Regions from separate parts of the Pan troglodytes genome. Here region 1 is linked to region 2. The links are chromatin contacts, called in public HiChIP or PLAC-seq maps. All regions are on one chromosome and are shown on one strand. The core of a region is the stretch at or near the end of the contact, and the rest is flanking DNA. Distances in the headings are between cores, read along the strand shown. Region 1 holds the start of ELMO2 (engulfment and cell motility 2). Region 2 holds the start of CD40 (CD40 molecule).

Region 1 (5,273 bases), core at 660-3,159, 290 kb before region 2:
CCTGAAAACAGGGCACCTGAACCTAGTTGCCCACTGGGAGCAGCTGAGGTGGAGGAAGAGGGATCTGGAACTCTGCACTTCTGTGCAGTCTTGGTGGAGCTGTCCATCAAGTTGCCTGCCCTCCTTAGCTAAAGTGTGGACATGTTACCTGAGCTCAGCCAATCGAACCCTTGCTCCAGGGACTTTGACTCATCAAAGAAAACTCTGGTCAAGAAAGGGAAGAAAAACATGGAATTGATTCACTTGCCTGCCTAAACTCTCAAAGCATCTCCACTTTCTGTCCTTTTCTAAGCCTGATTCTCCAGCTTCCTGTTACCTCTGTGAGTTAAACACTAGCCTGCCAATAAAATCTTTTTTGGGTAAATTTAGCCAGAATTGATTCCTAAGACTTGCAATCAAAGAACCTGCACTGGCAATATCAGGGAAAAAAAAAATGACACAGTCTTGTAAAGCTCTCAAGTGAGTGATTCATTCCTTGGATAAATGTGTTATTAAGCAGAGCCAGGACTAGGATGAAGCAAACTGAGGCACCCAGGGTACAAAATTTAAGCCTTTCTTCCTCAGTGTTGTGTGAGTGCAGGGTTGGCTCAAACAGCCCTCCCTGCTATCAAAGTTAATAATAAAAGGAACGGAGAAGATCATTTCGCTTTCACATAAGAGTATGAAGTGAGTGTCCCAAGTAGGCAGGTAGCATTTGGCACCTCCTGTGCTGTAGCTCTGTCCCCTAGCACATCATCGTCATCATCACAAGGTCAAGGCTGGGTCCAGCCAGTGAGAAGGAGGAAGAGTAACTCCTGCCAGAGCTTTAGCAATGTTAGCTATGGCTAAGCCTCAACCTCCCCAAGCCTCACTTTATTCACCTGTAAAATAGGACTAACAAAAATCATCTTTAATTCCAAGATGTTTCGAGGATCAAATGAAACAACATATTTAAAACTGCTTTGCAGACTGCGCAGTGGCCTATAAGTGGTAGTCACTACATCGTCTCTTTGCTGAGTATCAGTTTCTTTATCTGCAAAGGGACAGCTGAATACACACCTCCCAGGATTGTTGTAAGAATCTGCTAGACGAACGATTAAAGTATAAACTTTGGAATCCAACAGGCATAGGTTGGCATCTTGCTCTGCCTCTCACCAGCTGTAAGATCTCGGACCCTCTCTGAGCCTCAGTTTCCTCATCTGCAGCGAAGGGATCACGGTGCTCCCTCCATCACACGGCTGCTGTGAGCATGAAGAGAGACAGCAGGAGTGAGTCCTTGGCGCGGTGCCCGGCCTTGTTCCGATCCGCAGGTGCAGTGACGAATGCCACCTCCCACGGATCCCTTCCAACAGCACAGCTGAGTTGTACCCTTCTGCCTCTGCTCAGCGCCCACGGTCAGCCCTGGGTGCCGGTATAATTAGCTCCAACTCGGTGGTGAGCAGCGCGGCTGCTCACAGCCTCTGACACGACTGTCACCTCCCACTCAGTTCCCCAAACCACAGCTATCCCCACTGTTGAGTGTGCGGTAAGTGCCCGCTGGGCACAGGGCGGAGTGCCACCAGAGGCCCGCTTAGAGCTCACAACCTATGATTTGACACAGCGAACAAAAGCCTCTTCCTTCACTCTAGGACTGCATACCAAAAAGAAAAAAAAAGTTTGGGGGAAAAAGAAAGCTGCCTCTTGGGTTAGCTGGGAAATTACCTTCCTTCAGACCCTGTAGCCCGCAGGGGAAAGGCGTCCTGTTTCTTTAAGAGGCCTCCACTAGGGGGGCGGGGACGGCCGGCGTTTTTCCCCTCTACCGGCAGCTGTGCCCGCCCCTTCTTGAGTGACAGACAAGCAACCTAATTGAAGAAAGAGAGTTCAGCGTGACGGCGAGTCGGAGCAATAGAAGCCGGGCCCGGCCTGTGCGGGGCGGGGTCCCAAGAAGGCGGGGCGGGCGGAGGCTGGAGGAGCCGCCTAGCGGAGACCCGGGAGCGGGAGCTGGGCCTAGGTCTGCGCCCTGGTGAGTGAGGGGCGCCCTGGGGGTCGGGGCGCCGCAGGCGGTGGAGAGGGGCCCGGCCCGAAAGACGCAGGGAAGAGAGGCCGGGCCGAGCGTTGCGACTAGCGTCTGCTCCGGAGGCTGAGGGGCTGAGAGGGCGGGCCTGGGCTGGACCGCGCCGGTTCGTCAGGCCCCCGAGGGGTGGCGGCCCTGCCGGGGCCTTAGGAAGGGAGGAGAGACCGGGTCCTGGACCCAGAAGGGGCGTCGCGTGGCGGAAGAGGGCGGGCCAGGCAGTCAGGCGCGGGGGCTGGGCTGGGCAGCGGTCGGAGGGAGAAGGAGGGAGGCGTTGGGTGGGAAGGAGGGGCGGCAAGGAGAGGGCTGGGAAGAAGCCGGAGAGCGCTCGGGGCGGGCCCGCACGAGTTGAAAGCCCGGGGTCATGCTCAACCTGGACCCGGCTGCCCGCGTCCACCAGTCCGCCCCGTGGATCCTGCTGGCTCAGTAGCACCCCGGTGCATGTACTTTCCACCTCCTGCGCTCACCCTTCAGTTCAGGCCCCTCTCGCTTCCTGCCTGGGCAGTTGCAGTGTCTTAAGTGGTCTGCCCTGCGCAGGCACGGGGCCCTTCTCCTGTCGGCCTTGCACCGTGCCCAGAGAAACCTTTCCTTTTTTTTTTTTTTTTTTTTTGAAACCTTTCCGAGACGGAGTCTCGCTCTGCCGCCCAGGCTGGAGTGCAATGGCGCGATCTCGGCTCACTGCAACCTCCGCCTCCCAGGTTCCAGCTCTTCTCCTGCCTCAGCCTCCCGGGTAGCTGGGATTACGGGCGCCTGCCACCACGCCCAGCTAATTTTTGTATTTTTAGTAGAGACGGGGTTTCACCGTGTTAGGGTGGTCTCGAACTCCTGACCTCAAGTGATCCGCGTGTCTCGGCCTCCCAGAGTGCTGGGATTACAGGCGTGAGCCACCGCGCCCAGCCGAGAAATGCAGAGCAGATCTGGATACTTAGGGCATGAAACTGGCCCGGCGTCCCACCCCTTTGTAGGGTCAGATCCAGAACCTCACCCAGGCCCTGGAGATCTGGTCCCGCTGACCTCTCCCAAGTCTGTCTACTCGTCCGTCCGCTTGCTCAGTGCTCTCCACACACTGGCCTCTCTCTGTTCCTTCTACATCCCAAGCTCCTGCCTTCCTTGGGGCTTTTTATTTAGTATTCCTCCTCCCTGGTCTGCTCTTCCTCCCCTGGCTTAGTCTTGTAAACTCTTCTTCATCCTTCAGATCTCCGCTTAAGCATCACTTCTGCAGGGGAGGCATCCCTGTCCCTGCCTTTTCGACCAGTACCCCACTTTTATCACCCTGGGTACTTGTCCTTAACAATACTTGCACAACTGCAGTTTTACATTTATTTACAAAAGTATTGATATTTCTCTGTCCATCCCACCAGATTGTAAGGTCCACGAAGAAGATAGTGTCGGTTTTGCTTCATGTAGCATCTCTAGCATCTCACACAGGGCCAGGCAATATAAATATTTACCAAATAAATAGATGCAGGGTTTGAATTTGGCAAGAGGAAGGGGATGTGAATCGTGGTCACTGATGTCCTACCTGCAGGGGAATGAAACTGACATTTGGAATGCTTTTTGTGTGCCAGGCTCTATGCTAGAGTGATGCTGCTGTCTAATAGAAATGTAATGTGAGCTATAGATATAATTTTAAATTTTCTAGTAGCCACATTAAAAAATGGAACAGCTGAAATTATTTTAGTAATATATTTAACACAATATATTCCAAAATTATATTATTATAACATAATCAATATTAAAACATTATTAATGGGATATTTTACGTTCTTGCTTTTTGTACTAAGTTTTTGAAACCTGGTTTGTATTTTACACAGAGGGCAGCCTGTGCCACTTTTCAAGTGGTTAGTAACCACCTATGGCCAGGGATTGTGGTATTGGGCTGTACAGTGTCACACACTTTGTATACCCTCTAGAGTCTTTTGAGATAACTGTTGTTATCTGCACTTTACTGATATCGATAGTGAAGCTTCTAAAAGAGGTTGCCTGCCAGGGATAATTCTAGAGTTTGTAAGTGGAGGAGGTGAGATTAGGAGCCCTATCTGTTCATCTTCAGTCTGGTCTTTCTATATATCTGATGCGGACTCTAGGAGGTGCAAAGGAAGTTTGAGGGTACAGGAAGTCAGGACCAAACTTCTTTAAAAACTTCAGTGTACAACATATTCTAGCTTGTTCTGTGCTCAGATAATGTGTCCAGATGTAGCAGTACCACCTGCCAAGGTGGCCCAGCAAGAAGCATATTTGATGCAGTTGAAGAAAAGCCTGCAAGGCAAGTCCTTTGACCTGGTCACCATACCTCGGCCCAGCCTGGACTAAGTCTGGTCCCAGGACCTGGATAGAAAAAAACACATACCATGCAGCATCTCAGAGATGCTGAGAATACTAGGCTTGAGTTTATAGCCTGGCTTTTCTTTTTTTTTTTTTTTTTTTTTTTTTTTGAGATGGAGTTTTACTCTTGTCGCCCAGGCTGGAGTGCATTGGTGCCATCTCGGCTCACTGCAACCTCCACCTCCCGCGTTCAAGCGATTCTTGTGCCTCAGCCTCCTGAGCGGCTGGGATTACAGGCGCCTGCCACCGTGCCCGGCTGATTTTTGTATTTTTAGTAGAGACGGGGTTTCACCATGTTGGCCAGGCTGGTATTGAACTCCTGATCTCAAGTGACCCGCCCACCTCAGCCTCCCAAAGTTCTGAGATTACAGGCATGAGCCATGGCGCCCGGCCTACAGCCCCAGTTCAGCAATTGCTCACTGAGTATCTACCACGTGACCAGCACTGTTGTAAGCCATTTTTGGTGATTGGGCGGTGTATGTCATAGCCTTCATCTTCAGGATGCTTCAGGTATACTTGCAAAGACAAGACTGGATCACATAAAATGACTAGATGGTATGCAAGGCATCATGAGGTGTAATGAAGAGCCAGAATCAGTATGGGCTAGAGGCTGCAAAGTGGCTGTCTTGGCCAAGCTGCATGATGTGTTTTTAAAAATGTTGGATTTAAACTCCTCTAGGCAAGGTGGTACTTTGCAGTGTTACAGACCCTACATGGAGGCTGCTTGTTTTATTTACTTACCTGCTTGGCTGCCCAAGACATTTGAATTTATAACCCTATTAGGCATGCTATGCTGGTTTCATGTGAGTCACTAGAAAATATTTGTTGAGCACTTCTTATTTGCCAGGCATTGTATTAGCTGCTGCTTTGGAACTGATCATAACATTTTCCAAAGTTCTTCCACTGGGAAATAGTAATA
Region 2 (4,752 bases), core at 2,236-4,735:
TCCTGCTCCTTTCCAAAGCCCATCATGTTTTCTTCCTCCAACTCCTCATCATCTGTTCATCCAGCCCTTCCCTCATAAAATGCTAGAATGTAAAGCTGGAAGGGTAAACTCACACTTTCATTTTACAGATAGTTGAGACTGAGCACCAAAGAGGAGGGTCACTTGCCCAGAGTCTCACAGTGACAGAGTCCAAATGAGAACTCAGGTCTCAATGCTCCCTCTCTCCATCAACTTGTGTTTCATCTTCACCATTTTACTACATCCAGGTACCACCCATGCTATTAATTACTTATTGTTAATTTCAATACTTTTATTTTATTTTTTGAGGCAGAGTCTCGCTCCATCGCCCAGGCTGGAGTGCAGTGGCATCATCTCAGCCCACTGCAACCTCTATCTCCTGGGTTCAAGCAATTCTCCAGCCTCAGCCTCCTGAGTAGCTGGGATTACAGGTGTGTACCACTATGCTCAGCTAATTTATGTATTTTTAGTAGAGACAGGGTTTCACCATGTTGGCCAGGCTGATCTAAAACTCCTGACCTCAAGTGATCTGACTGCCTTGGCCTCCCAAAGTGCTGGGATTACAGGCACGAGCCACCGTGCCTGGCCGGTACATTTACTTTAAATGTAAACCTCACATCATTGCCAAGAGACAAGAACCAGTATCACTTCTCATAAATAAAAGGTAACCCTAAAAATAAATTCTGGGGAAACAAAACAAGGTTATTAAAACCCAGCTGGTTGTTTGCTTGTTGAAGGCCCTCCCAGGCCTGCTCTTGATTTTTGTTTTAAAAGGAGGATTAGCAAGCCTTTGAGAGGCATTAACTCTATTCTAGCTCCAGAGACTTCCTCTTTGAAAAAATGAGAAGGATTTTTAAAAGAACTGTAAAGTAAGTGTATGTTTAATTCTATGTCCATGTGCTCCTTAAAACTGTCCCACAGTTTGGGAACAGCCAGTGAAAAGAACACAAGTTTGAGAGTCAGACAGCTTTAGACTCCAGTCCTGACTTTGTAACACTTACTAGTTATTTTGCTTCTCTTAGCCTCAGTTTCTCTATCTCTAAAATGGGAATAATAATGCCTGCCCTGCAGGTTGGATTGTGAAGATAAGAAAGAATACATGTATATGGCCTAGCACAGTGTCAGGAACATAGTAGGTGCTCATTAAACGGCAATTTTAATTATCATTCATTTGTTTCTGCTTGCATGATATATGGCAAGCAGCCCGGCTACCTGGCTGGCTGTCCAGAATCCTACCTAACTGGTGGCTCTCATTCAACCTGGGTATCTCAGCAAATTACTTACAGAAATGTGTCTTACCCAAAATGGGAAAGGAAGTAGAAAAGGCTACTGCCCCCCAGCAGCTCATTGCAAGACACCATCCTGTGAACGTGGAGCTCCCACACTCCCAAAGATAGGAAAGTCCTTGATACCATCTTCAAACACATGAGAAATAAAACGCTCCCCTAAAAGTCTGTCAATCTCCAGTTCTCACTCCCCATAGTTCTGGTCCTTCTGCCACAAAACAGCTCAGGACCAGAGCTTGGAGACTCTCACTATCTGAGAGGCAGGCTCTGGAATCATGCAGATGTAGATTCACAACCAGGTTCTTCCATTAGCTAGCTATGAGACCTTTGGCAAGACAATCCCCCTTTCTGAGCCTCAATTTGCCCATCTGTATAATGGAGGAGTTGTGAGAAATCAGACAAAGAAAACAGGCAGTGTTTGGCTCAGAGCCTGACACACAAGACGCCCTCAATAGATAGCTTCTGACATTGTTGTCACAGCCCAGCCTCTACCTGGAGCCAAAGTTGGGAGTTATGAGGGCAAACTCTGCTCTTGAGAAGCCTGGATCACACCCTTCACCCCACCTCCTCTGGCTCTTTCTCCACTCCTACCACAAGGGCCCCCCTTTACCTCTTTCCAGCTCCGCCCTCCCCCTGCCTCCCTGTTCCCTAAGAGCCATTGCTTCGGGTGAAAGTGAAAGCTCTGGGACCAAAGCAGCCTCCCCACTCCCTCTCTTCCCTTGCTGCTTCCCTTGCTTTCCTTGATACCATGGGTCATTCCTGCCCAGGCTTCAGGCCGGAATCTACAGCCCTCTAAAGTAGGGGGAGGCCAGAGGGGCTGGGATGAAGGAGCCAGGTACTTGGGGGATTCCCAGCCTCCAGAATGAGGAACTACAAAAATACATTTAAACAAAAAGTGAGTCAAGTGTAGGCTTCTGAAAATCCCGGAGATATGCTTGGTTGGCTCTGAGCCCCTCTGGTGCCTGGAGAAACCCCTGGTTTCTCCAGCCCTCTGATCACCAGCCCTGGTCAGAGCCAACCAGAACTCTGGTCTCCTAACCCTTTATTGTGTCCCATAAACTGTTCATCTCCCCCAGGGGTCTCCTATGTCATCTTAAATTCAGGAGAAAAAGGCAAAGCCCTGGGGATTCCTCCTAGGTTGGAACACCCAAGATACGGTTCGGGGTGGAGGGCGATGTTAAAAGCTCCTTGCCTTCTCACAAAAGTACCTGGGCCTCTGCACCCATCTCTTGTTCCCACAAGATGCCCTGGAAGAAGGCAGCCCCAGCTGGCAAGGAGATGATAACTACTTACAGAGGCTGGCATCTGTCCACAATAAGAAGGGGACAGGAAACGGGCCAGACCCGCCCCTTCCCTTGGTCCGCCTCACTTCCCGCCCTCCGAACCCCCTACCAGTCTCTGTGTGGCCAGCCTCTGAGGCTCCCTAAACCCGTCCAGGCCGTCTAGGCACGCTTGGGCAGCCAGTGCCTTCCCTGAGCGGCCCCTGTAGGCCGCTCCCGGGACCCCAGCCCGGGAGAAGAGAGAGGCAGCCCACCCCATTCAGCCAGGTGCGGGGGCACCTTGCCCAGCTCCTACCCACCCTCCTGCCCCCACAAAAATCAGCCAGGAAGGCCTCTTCCCCGAAGTCTTCCTTCCCTTTCCTTCTCATTCCCCACTCCCAACTCCCGTCTGGTCGGGGCAAAAACAACTCACAGCGGTCAGCAAGCAGCCCCAGAGGACGCACTGCAGAGGCAGACGAACCATGGCGAGGTGAGACCAGGCGGCAGGACCACTGGGCGCCCGAGCGAGGCCTCTGCTGACTCCCCTGCCCCAGCCTTGGCCCCGCCCAGGAAAGGGGCGGGGTCTTCAAAGACCAATCGCGGTCCACCTATCGGGGGGGCGGAGCCCCCAGCAATTCACCGCGCAGGGGTTTCCCCAGAACATTCCCACAAGTCTAATTCCCCCGGGAGTTTAGGGACGCATCTTGCTGGGTACGGGAGGAGGCATGGTCCCAGAGACAGCCCTTCTTCTTTGCCCCCAGGTCCCACAAAGGCCAAGCCGAGGCGGGCTAGGAGCTAGCCTGCTTCCTGCGACCGGAGAGAGATCCCATGGGTGCTGGGGCCTGCCACAGGGACCCTCACGGTTTTCCCCTCCCTGCCCCGCTCTCCGCTGCCTCTAGGTATCCTGGCAGAACCGAAAGAGGCTCCACTGCGGAGAGTCCTGAGGAAGTTCCCCCCACACCACCACGCAGAAAACGGGAAGGCCACAGCTGGGGTATGGGGAGGCGTTTCAAGGAAGAGTTTCCCAACTCAGAATTTCGCTCTCTTTCAAAGGAAATTCCCTCGTGTGGGCGCGTCGTCTCAACTTCCCATCCATTCATCCATGCATCCATGCGTCCTCACCTCATTCCATTCCATCCCACCTCCCACCCAGCACCTGGAGACAGGCATTTATTAAGAGTGGGGCCGGGCGCGGTGGCTCACGCCTGTAATCCAGCACTTTAGGAGGCCGAGGCGGGCAGATCACTTGAGGTCAGGAGTTCGAGACCAACCTGGCCAACATAGTGAAACTCCGTCTCTACTAAAAATACAAAAATTAACCGGATGTAGTGGCGTTCGCCTGTAATCCCAGCTACTCAGGAGGCTGAGGCAGGAGAATCGCTTGAACGGCAGAGGCAGAGATTGCAATGAGCCGACATCATGCCACTGCACTCCAGCCTCGAAGGCAGAGCAAGACTCCGTCTCAAAAAAATAATAATAAATAATAAATAAAAATAAAAATAAAGGTGGGGGCCAGGCGCGGTGGCTTACGCCTGTAATCTAACACTTTGGAAGGCCAAAAAGGGAGATTGCTTGAGGCCAGGAGTTCAAGACCAGCCTGGCAACATGGCAAGACCCCCATCTCTAAAAAAAAAAAAAAAATTTAAAAGTTAGCCAGGCATGGTGGCAAACACCTGTAGTCCCAGCTACTCAGGAGGCTGAGGCAGGAGGATCGCTTGAGCTCAAGAAGTCAAGGTTGCAGTGAGCCATGATTGCAATGATTACATCACTGCACTTCAGCCTGGGCGACAGTGCAAAACCCCATCTCAAAAAAAAAAAAAAGAGCGGGCCAGCCTTTTGTGGCATCATAAAACACTTTAAGTATGTTAGGAAACTCGGGACCCTCTCATTTTGCAGAAACACACACTCACTTGTGCCTACATTTCCTGGGTTCATGAACTCTGAAGACATGCTTTTGTTTTTTTGTTTTTTGTTTCATTTTGTTTTTTGGGTGTTTGTTTGGTTTTTGGTTTTTGGGGTTTTTTTGACAGAGTCTCGCTCTGTCGCCCAGGCTGGAGTGCAGTGGCATGATCTCGGCTCACTGCAACCTCTGCCTCCTGGGTTCAAGCAATTCTCCTGCCTCAGCCTCCCGAGTAGCTGGGATTACAGGCTGGCGCCACCACGCCCAGCTAATTTTTGTATTTTTAGTA

The links. HiChIP or PLAC-seq counts read pairs in DNA pulled down with a chosen protein or histone mark.
Region 1: an H3K4me3 HiChIP or PLAC-seq map of stem cell-derived excitatory neurons shows a contact between it and region 2, with 4 times the contacts expected there. The contact joins the promoter of ELMO2 here to the promoter of CD40 in region 2. A contact is called at or near these places in 1 of 7 Hi-C or Micro-C datasets (stem cell-derived neural progenitor cells) and 1 of 1 datasets of contacts at active chromatin or transcription factors (stem cell-derived excitatory neurons).

What each region holds. Positions count from the first base shown.
Region 1 is chr21:52,668,119-52,673,391 of NHGRI_mPanTro3-v2.0_pri, reverse strand. ELMO2 (engulfment and cell motility 2) reads left to right here and starts at 1,909. Exons shown (of 21, transcript XM_063802565.1): 1 at 1,909-1,981. It overlaps LOC134809139 (a long non-coding RNA gene), which reads right to left and starts at 2,472. Exons shown (of 3, transcript XR_010154037.1): 1 at 2,403-2,472; 2 at 1,681-1,820; 3 at 1-1,220.
Region 2 is chr21:52,381,634-52,386,385 of NHGRI_mPanTro3-v2.0_pri, reverse strand. CD40 (CD40 molecule) reads right to left here and starts at 3,485. Exons shown (of 9, transcript XM_016938026.4): 1 at 2,997-3,485. The coding sequence starts at 3,047.